2 separate regions of the Sparus aurata genome follow, and region 2 is linked to region 1. The links are chromatin contacts, called in public Hi-C maps. All regions are on one chromosome and are shown on one strand. Each heading gives the region's core, a stretch centred on a gene start, on an enhancer-like site or on the middle of the called end of the contact. The rest is flanking DNA. Distances are from core to core; before and after follow the strand shown. Region 1 holds the start of lrp11 (low density lipoprotein receptor-related protein 11). Region 2 holds the start of tfap2b (transcription factor AP-2 beta).

The links. A called contact is a pair of places that touch in the nucleus more often than the background predicts.
Region 2: a contact with region 1 is called in a Hi-C map of an unstated tissue, with 3 times the contacts expected there. The contact joins the promoter of tfap2b here to the promoter of lrp11 in region 1. A contact is called at or near these places in 2 of 2 Hi-C or Micro-C datasets (skeletal muscle and an unstated tissue).

The regions. Positions count from the first base shown.
Region 1 is chr22:12,303,663-12,308,790 of fSpaAur1.1, forward strand. It overlaps lrp11 (low density lipoprotein receptor-related protein 11), which reads right to left and starts at 3,748. Exons shown (of 9, transcript XM_030405461.1): 1 at 2,953-3,748; 2 at 1,247-1,404; 3 at 14-155. The coding sequence starts at 3,520. map3k5 (mitogen-activated protein kinase kinase kinase 5) reads right to left here. Exons shown (of 30, transcript XM_030405460.1): 30 at 4,309-5,128. LOC115574162 (a long non-coding RNA gene) reads left to right here and starts at 3,711. Exons shown (of 2, transcript XR_003982437.1): 1 at 3,711-3,813.
Region 2 is chr22:12,465,191-12,470,602 of fSpaAur1.1, forward strand. It overlaps tfap2b (transcription factor AP-2 beta), which reads right to left and starts at 2,988. Exons shown (of 7, transcript XM_030404237.1): 1 at 2,872-2,988; 2 at 53-511. The coding sequence starts at 2,919.

The DNA of each region.
Region 1 (5,128 bases), core at 2,498-4,997:
TTGAACCCATCACCTTCTGCTTGGTGTTTTGGTGCCAGCACTGTGACAGAGACGTTGTCAGAGCTCTTCTGGCCCGTCGTGTCAGTGACAGTCATCTGGAAAGTGTAGATGCCCTCCTGGAGACCACTGATCTTAAGCAGCCCTGGATGAGTCGCCTTCAACACACACAAAAATAGGTTAAGGACAGGCAACAATTCTGCTCTCAGATTTTAATAAATCACATGTGCACATTTTTCAAAACCTCCAAAGTTTACGTCTTTTAAGCAGAAGTTACTTGCAGGCTACTTAATCTGATTCCAGCAAATTTTGTTTTTAAAACTTCTATGGCTAGGCAAAAATAAGTTTTAATTTTACATAACTGCTCCTGTCAGTTCACCCACGTCACAAAAATAGCCCCGCTCTTTCAGTATGCAGTCATTGTAGATATATTATTGTTTTGTCTAGATTTATCCCCTGCCAAGACAGATATTAAAGGATTTTTTTCTGTGGTTCTAGTGCATAAGTGCATAAACAAATTACATTTGATTTGTGCCCTTGTAGCCTGGGGGCCAAATAAAGGCACAAAATGCACAAAAAAATAAAATAAAACAATAAAAAAAAGGATTAAATCCTCTTTCATTATTTTCATTTCATATCACAATCTGGATTTATTGTTAAATCAATCAAGAAATTGTTTACAGATAATATTATCTGTAAAGAATGTCTAACAGCAAGATGACTTTCCCAAAAAAACATGCCTCAGTCACCCAGAATAATGCCCTGAGCTTGCTGCTAATGGTTTTCACTGGAACTGTTTTATGTGTAAGGTAGAAAATGGTGGAAACTGACCACAGACTTCAGTGTGATTATAACATATTGTACTCAACGCTCAGCATGTTGCCTCTGGCTGTGAACAGCAGGCAGCCTCCAACATTGCTGCAGTCCTTGAGGCAGGTTTGGACATAATAATCTCTTATCTCTGTTGGTACAGCGAGGTATTATGGAGTTTGTGTTGACTTAACAAATATAAACAAGCAATTTGACACTGGTGTCTGTGAAGGCAATTAGTCCCAATTCACTCTGCAAATTCAAACATTCTGATCCCTGAAAGAAGAGAATAATAGAGCTATTGCTGTATATGTTCTTAATTCAGTCTGTTTTCCTTCAGTGTTTGTCAGTTGTTTCATTCTCACATGAAGCACTGAAATGAAACTCTATACAGTCATTTTAATGCAAGATGGCTCTGCAATCTGCTGAATAGACTCACTTTCATGTTAATGGCTGTGTCCCCTCTGACGAGTGTCCATTCGTAGTGGTTGATGCCGTGGTCGTCCACACTGTCCCGTCCATCCAGGACAGCCCAGTCTGTGGGCAGCTGGATCACCACATCCTGTCCAGCGTCACTGCGGGGAGGCTCATCCACATCTGCAGAATCACAACGGAAAACCACGCTAATATAGAAGATAACTCCTACATGACTAGTTTATTTGATTAATTCTTGCTTTACTTCATTGTAGTTGAACACAATATACATTCTTTTTCTTTTTTTTAGACCATCAAAACACTTGCTGTTTAATTTTCTGCTGGTCCACCAGATGGTTAACTTAAATATCATTTTATCATTTCTTCGATTGCACTTGAAAGACCACTTTACTTGCTGGTAAACAAATGGAGGATAAAATTACAGTCATAAAACACCTGGTCTTGTTCGCAGAGTCCTGATGACATTTTGCAGGCTGGAAACCAACTAAAAAGTACATCATTAACCCACCCTGCCTGCTTTAGCAAGATAAGTAGCTGTTGTTCGAGGCTAAATCTAACTGGAGAACTATCTTAGAAAGTGTACATAAAACTTGATGTACCATCAAATCCAATGAGGCTCTTCAACTTAGAGTGCTGTCATGGAGCTGAAAAACTGCTTCGAATGGTGAAAATAATTGATCTTTCATACTCCCTTAGGGCTACAGAGGATCAAGATAAAACCTCTAAAAGAAAAAAACGTCCAGTGGTCCAGTGCTACAGTATACCACTCCACACCATACCAGAAAACAATCATCAGTTACTGCTTCTTTTTGATACCGTATTAGAAAAATTACATGCTCATGAATAATTAACTAACTTTCCAGTAACCACCATCAGTCACTGCATTGATCATCTTTCCATTTCCCTGTCGTACTTGTTCATCTTCATTCATTCACAAACAAAAGATGAGCCATTTTCGTCAAAATCTACATGTTAATTAAGTCAAAAATAAAAATAAACAGGTAAAATATTGAATCCTTTATAATGTGTTCATTGTGACATTTAAAATTCACCTACCTGACTTTTATTCATGTGTGAGCAGCAGTGTTTCAGCTTTTTTAGCTTACACGGTTGGTAATTTAAGACATAATTTGGGTTTTTTAAGGTGCAAGATGTAGGAATTGGCCACCTCACAAATTCATATTCAAAACAAATAGGGGGTAGCATGTCACCAAAGTAACTGCTAACTGCTGCTAATTGTAGCTGCTGTTAGGTGGTTAGCTCAGTTAGCCGTGCAGCTAGTAGTTCGGTCTTGGAGCTGGGGGACCACCGAAGTATTTACAGGGCTTGCATAGGACCTTTGGACTGGAAAGAACAGGGGCTAGCTGGTTAGCATGCTAATTTCTGCAACAGAATACAGAGGCATAACAAAGTCAAAACTGCTATTTATTTACCTTGACTAGAACTTTTTACATATTGCACCTTTAATGAGTAAACCACTGTGTAAAATAGCTATCAAGGTATCCATATTCAATAGTCGACCATAATGTGATATTTAACCAGCATTTTTGCCTGGTAAAACAATACTTAATTAACTCTTTAATTAAGAATCAATTAGAAAACAATACAGCAAATTGTTAACTATCCATGCATGACATTTTCCTAAAACATGACCAGTCATATGGACCCACATGTTAAATCAGTTAAACTTGTAAGCCTGTGATGTCCCACCTTGTGTATCATCCTCCTCAGGATGTCCTTCCCCGGGCCTACGGGCTGAGCCTCCGGGTGAAACAGGGAGGTGTCCCTGCGTTGTGTTGGCGGTCCGGCTGTACGTACTGAAGCCTTCCTGCGGAGCGAAGGAGCAGACATTTTTGTTCCTGTAGGTGCAATTGAACAGGTAGCAGCTGAGACTCTCCCCGGGCTGCCTCGGGTCCTCCTGGACCACCGCCACGGTGCAGTGAGGCTGGGAGCAGCAGGCGTGCAGGCAGTCCTTCCAGGTGTACACGCTCCCCGGGGCCAGCAGGAAGGTGGCCCCCTGCTCGATGGAGGCTTTGGCCTTGATGATGCGCTCCCCGACGGCGTTGAAGTCGCCCACACACGAGTCAATCACGTCGCCTACCTTGTACGCCTGGTCCTGCTGGAGCTGCTTGCGGAATTCTTCCAACAGCTCCTCCACCCCTGATATTTTGGATTTGAGGTCTGATATCGGCAACGAGCGAGCGTCGACATGTCGGGCTGCGGCCAGCAGCACAGCACAAGCGAGCAGCAGCCAGGGATGCTGAGACCGAAGAGCCATGTTGTTCACGCAGTAAGACGACCTCTCCCTCTAGCCTCGGCTGGTGTCCGACGCATGAGGGTCCACACAGCGAATAAAACCTTCCTACATGAGCTCTTTCTCCGGTATACTAATGTTAAACCCGCTGTTTAACACAACATTGATCTCTGAGCCATGAGCGGAGCAGCTAACGGTGCGTCCTCTGACGATGCTAAAAATCCGTTGTTGTCATGGTGAGGAGGGGGGCGGCCGCGTGAGCATAACGTTTGGCTGCTCAGCAGAAACCAGTGACGTCACATTGATGGATATAAATGGTGAGTGGGGCTGGCGCACCTGTAGCACTGCTGATCTGTCACTCTCCCTCTCTGCCTGCGTAAAACACACCAGGCTGGAATCCATGGGCAGTTAGTTAGTTATATATAACAAATAAATTTGAAGACATAAAATACATTAAATTGCAAAATACTATATCACCAATTTATTGCAGGGGGGAAAACACACGCGAAATCACACATTTCCAGTCAATTTTGCAATGGCAATAAATGTTTAAAAATCTAGTTTGTCTTGTTAAAGAGCTATTTTCAGGTAAGCGGCTCGTCTAAACGTTTCATATACAAACAGCCGGCTCAATCTTTGTGCGTCACTCATATGTACAAAGTCAATATTTGTTTTTATGTTCCTAAACAAAATGGAGCTCATGTTCCATGTCAGCCGACAGCACATAGAACAAATCTGCTTTTCTTCTCCCGGACTGACATACCGTCCAGTTTATATCGTTTCATAAAAAATTAGGGGAACCTTTACATGAGTATAATTTGCTTTTCAGGTGTTTATTATTCAGGTGTTGTACATTACAGTAATGCATTTCAAATAGGTCATCCTGTTTGCTGTTATCACACATAACACTATTTAATTTACACACATTGACTCAACATGATAGAAAAGCTTTGCAATAAACTTTACATTAAACCTATGTAATACAATTTGATAGAAAATGTACATGCAATTAAAATAATTAAAGTCGACATTTTAGGCACAATCATTTATGTGTGTGTAAAAAGTACCACTGCTCTGAAACTTTTCACTATATCTTGCAACTTTACATCTTTGTTGATCAGTTTAATATGTGTTACCTTTTGGCACGTCCTTGTCATTCCACAACACCTTTCAGAAATCATTTTATAGCCTGACAGCTCAACTTTCTTTACTTTCACTTACTTACTTTCAACTTTCAAAATTCTCAGGTGAACCTCTGTGATGACTGCTAAACATTGTTTTACTAAAGATAATTTCACCATTTTACTTTAAAAAATGAAAATAAAAATAATAAGGACACAAAGTTGTAACTTTGAGTTGAAAAGTGGTGGGCCCTAAAGGGCTCAGATTAATGCAATAGGAGGATTGGTACAAGGTCAGAAATAATGAGATGGAGAAATAATTGCATTAAGGCACATCAAAAGAGCATAGAAACGATTCCATTAAAACACGTCAAATAGAAACAATTGAAGAAATAACATTGGGAACTACTTAAGCAAGCAGCACGGTTAGCCTACTGTAAATCACTGTCTTATTAGGTTTCACGTACCATAAAATTCCGCAAATAAGACACAATCTTCGCAAGATGTTAGC
Region 2 (5,412 bases), core at 1,738-4,237, 160 kb after region 1:
GGTAAATGTCTTACATGCATATTGTCTCATGTAAATCTCAGCCGTGACTCACCTGGACATCCTCCATACCGTGCAGCCCGTGCAGCAGTCCGTCCATGCCGGGCTCCAGTCCCGGGTGAGCGGAGTGCAGCAGCACATCAGGCCGCCGCACACCGCCGTAGTCCCGCCGCGGCTCCAGCCCGGACAGCTGCGGCAGCGAGGCCCGCGGCTGCGCCAGCAGAGCCGAGCTGTCCATCCGGTCTCCGGCGACGTCCTGCCGCTGCCGCGCCCCCCATGCGCCCTGCTGGCTCTGGTGCAGGGAGTTCAGGGAGTACGGGTCGCTGACGTGGGAGTACGGGTCCTGGCTCTGGTAGTGAGCGAGCGGCTGGTACGGCGGCGGGAAGTACGGAGGCTGGAAGTCCGAAGAGGGCGCGTGAGACAGCGGCGGCGCGCTGGAGTAGGGTCCCGCGTGCGACACCGAGCCCAGCTGGGACAGGCGCGAGCTGTGGCTCGAGACACCGTCATGCCGGTCCTTGAGGAGGATGCAGAGAAGAAGAGAAAAAAATAAATCAACTGCTTGCAGAATTAGAAGCACATTTTAACCAAATGAAACCAGATGGAGGCCGAGGATCAGGACTCTTTTATGAGTGTGTTGCCTCTGGTGATGTATCCAAAGCAGCATAACTGGCTCTGAATCTCCTGAACAAAAAGCACAAAGAGCCCGGAGGAAAACGTTACAAGCCTCATTTTAAACGTCTCGTAACGAAAAACCTCCTAGCATTATCTCCAGACTGACCATTTTCACATGAATTCAGAAACACAGTGTGAGGGGAGGAGAACTCACCGCGGTGGAGTATGAATGAACCAACATCTGTAAAGACTCTGTTGGTGTGACGAGAGAGCGCACGGTAAAACAGCAGGCTGGCAAAGAGCGTGTCAGGCCGAGATAACCCAACTCATTCCAGGTGAAAGCGACGATGAGTATCTGCAGGCACGGCCCGATCTACAGCTCCACGCTCAACCTTCCTCCGCCCCGAGCTGCCGCCGCTCTGAGTGTGAGCACCGAGCGCCCGCCTCTACCCCCGGTACACGGTGTAATTGTTATTCATGACTTAGACTTACAGGAATATTAATGTGCGCGAGGCAGGGGACTGGCGACACATGGAGCGTGAAGCCTCTCGCGCAACCGTGAGTGACGTTTAAATTCCGTGGAGAGCCGAAACGGCGCACGAGCAGCAGGAGATAGAGAGAGGAGAAAGTGAAGACCAGTGAGGAATTCCCCCATCACAGAAAATATATAGCGCACTTTGAGGGAGTTTTTTTTTTTTTTTTCTGAGGCAGGAAAAGCACACATTGTTGCCTTTAGAGACGCTTTTACGCACATGATTTGCGCTTAGAGAATCAATATCAGTGAGGCAGGTGGAGAGGGATATACACTGGGGTTGTTTTAAAGCCTTCTGACACTGATCAGGTCAGAAGTTCTGTTTCTAGCAGATACATCCAGCCAGTGCAGGATGACGTGGAGAAGGCTTCCACCAGATCACTATTACGCACAAAATGTCCGCGCAAACAGACGCAAAAAACCAACCTCAGTGTCCGTGGGAGGAGAAGAATATAAACTGGGGGTTGTTTTAAAGCTCAATGACTTCGACACCAGCCAGGTCAGAGGTTCTGTTTCTATCAGATAACATCCGAACTCGTGCCAGTGCAGGATGACGTGGACACGGTTTCTACCAGATCACTTTTACGCGCAACATTTCTGAGCAATCTTGTCAGATTTTTTAACCCTAAACTTCATCCTGCCATCAAAACCCTCCTGTAAAAAATAGAAAAAACTAAAAGATGTCGCACGTTGTTCTGCAGCTGCCTTCTGACACACACACCCGACACACTACAGGGCGCACGAGGGGCTCGTGTGAACGGTGTCAGGAGTCAAAAGAAGCGATTAAACTTCACATTGTGTCTCCAGCGGGCCCCTCTCTGCCATCCTGGATGACTTGTTTAACAACACTAGAGCCTCCCCTCTTCCTTCGCGCCGTGGGAGAAAAGCCATGTGCGGCACGAGACGAGGGTTTCCCGCCGGGCTGAGCCGAGGGGCCTCGCGGAGCGGCCCCCTTTTTTTTCTCTTCCTAACGTGCTTTGTGCTCCAGCCCATTCAGCGCGAGCCGGAGCAGCGTGCGGCGGTGTTTCACCGCCTTCATGCTCGCTCGTTTAAAAAAAAAAAAGAAGAAGAATTATTGCTCTGGGATGAAAGCCAAATAATTTACATTCTTCTGTCATATCATCAGCCTCCCCTGACCCAGCGGTTCTCCAACTTATTTCCCTGTATGTTACAATCTAAAACAAAGAAGTTAATATATTTTTCGAAAAAAATTTTGAACACGTTTTATCAGCACCGGTGGTCTTTTAAAAAAAAATATCTTTCTAGAGAAATTTCTGGTTTAATTTTTGCAAGAAGTTTCAGATTGCTTTTAAACATGACGAAATATCACATATCTAAAATAGACTATATCGCATGTAAAATAATAATAATAATAATAATAATAATAATAATAATAATAATAATAATAATAAAAATTAAATCAAGAAAATGTGAAATACAAATTCTCTTTATCCAAAGTTGAATATTTCTTACGTTTCACTCATCCTCCAGAAAGTAAATGGAGCTGCATTATAGACCAAAATAATAAAATAAATCACGATTTAAGAAAATCTGAACTCCAGATTTTCTCTCCTCTAACCCACATTCGCAGACTAACAGGCCTAAAGCCTCCAGAAAAACCGTCTCACTCATCCCAACAACGTCCAGCACTTCATTAATCCCTAAAACCATCTCCAGTAAGTCTGCTTCATCAACACACACACACACACACACACGAATGGCAACGTTACCTCATAAATATCTTCATACTTGACATTCTCAACTAGTTTCCACAGCATGGTCGCTTCTCCGGTGTCGGTAAACCGAATGCAGCCAAGTGCGGAAGGGATGTCTCATCTCTCTCTCTCCCTCCCTCCCTCTCTCCATCTCCCTCCCTCCCTCCCTCCCTTCCTCTTCTCTCTCTCTCTCTCTCTCTCCGCCCTCTGTAAAGGCAGGCAGGCTTTGTGAATGGGGAACCCCTGCAAAGACCCCGCTGCTGTTGAGAAGAGCTATAGGGCAGGCTGCTCCATGTATGAGCATGATAAAAACAAAGAATACATGTTTTATGTGGCATGTATCTCTGCGATTTACAAAATAAGAGCATGCATTGGACCCTCGGATGAGCAAGTTTGGTTAGGGGTGACTTAGATGCCGCAAATTCAGAGTTTTCTTGAGCAAATTTCTGATCCGATTGAAGTGAAGAATGACTGCATGTATCAATCCAACTATTACACTTGCTTCTGAGGAGGAAATACTGATGGGAGGTCAAACTGAAGCAAAAACGAACAAACAGTGCAATTGTAGATTATTTTTTATCCAAGCTTATAGTTTTGTAGTAACTATCTTTTGGTATTTCTTAAATTCAGACAATGATCGTCTGTTTCTGTCTTCACAAAGGCTGGTGGACTGTGTGAACACCAGCCACAACAATGGGAAGAAGACCAGGACTTAAAGGTCCAGTGCGTAAGATTTGATGAGATTTACTGAAAACACCTCTGGCTTTTCCAGGTGTGTATAACTACTGCGTTGGGTACTAAAAACACAAAGACGGAAAGGCCTTTTTGTCGCCAGTGTTTGGTTTGTCTGTTCTGGGCTACTGTAGAAACATGGCGGACTCTGTGGGGGAGGATGTGTAGATATAAAGGCCTCATTCTAACGTAACAAAAACACATTCTTACTTTCAGGTTATTATGCATTAAAATAAACACATGAATATGACATGATCGATATTATGAAGATTATATTTACTTTCTGCCGATACGTCCCCCTAAATCTTTCACCCTAGACCTTTAATTCCTGACAAAGTCTGACACGTTGAATGACATATCATGTATGTGATAATATCAATTAACCGAACCAATAATGTGAGGTTAGGTTCCCCGGAACAGCTTCAGTCCTCTCGGAGTCCGTTTATCTCTGCCGGAGGCACGAGCAGCATTCCTCCAAACATATTCCCTGTTTGGTGTTCTGATGGTGGCACAGCTCGCCGGTCCTGCATCTCCCATCACTGTACATGTTGGGTCACGACCTGGTGTCTGTGAGGACCACAGCACATCATTCCTGTTGTTTTCACACGTATTAAACCATTGATTGGTCACCTGTTTATAGATTTGCTGGCGTTGTAATGATAAGGACCAGAAGTTCATGCAGCCGGGGCTCTTGTGCTTGACACTACAGTGCGACACTTCAGGCCCCCTTCAGTGTGGAAGCCTCTCCAAATTTTGCCTGATTAAAGGTGCACTACGTAGTTTTGGGGAATGCATTTTAAGATATTCATTGACTGATTTTCAGTATGCCTCAACAAACTAAATAAACAAACTTGTTTTGTTGTCATGACTGAATAAACAAACTGACCTTAGAAGGACAAAACTGTTTCATACTGATTTTGTTTATTTTTGGCAGACCCTGCCACCTTTCTAGCTTCAAACAGTGTTCTGGGGACCTTATATTCCTCGGGGAACAGCTTGTTTACTCGGTCATGGACACATTTTTTTTCATCATTACCTCATAAATATTTTGAATATTAAAATTCTGAATCAGAATGTCTTCTTTAAAGATTACACAATGCCCTTTTACAGGAGGGGGAAGGCGGCACCACAATGATTTGTGTTTACACATCCTCATAGAGATAGGACAGTGTTGTAACTAGTAGTTGCATTAATGGAGAAATAACTGATTGGTCTTTTGTCACAAATAGCAGCGCCCACCTAACCCACCTAACCTGGAAGCAGTATGGTCTCAGTATATCCATCCAGTACGGCCTGTGAACACAAACACCCGACAAGAAGTAGCAGAACATACATTTATATATTTCATACACATAACAAGGAGCGATGTCATGTACCAGGTTTTAGCAAACAGCTTTTTTCTACCTGTGGTCCTGCACAAGTATTATTATATTATATTATATTATATTATATTATATTATATTATATTATATTATATTATATCATATTATATTATTTCAATATTACAGTAATATGACGTTAATGCACATAAACATCCTTGAAATCCAATCAATTATAACACCTGTGGATCCTAATAAATCAATCTATAACCTATTATTTACAACTATAGTATATTTCACAAGTATTCAGGGGCTCACACTGTCAAATATTTACGTTATCTTTGTTGGGTGATGAGAGCTGTGCCAGGCGATATCTCTGGCATTAAAAGATTCAGTGACATGCATCCAGTGGTGGAATGTACCTAAGTACATTAACTCAATTTCTTTTCTATGCAGCTTTATACTTTTTACTCCACTACATGTGATTGAGAACATTAGTTACTTT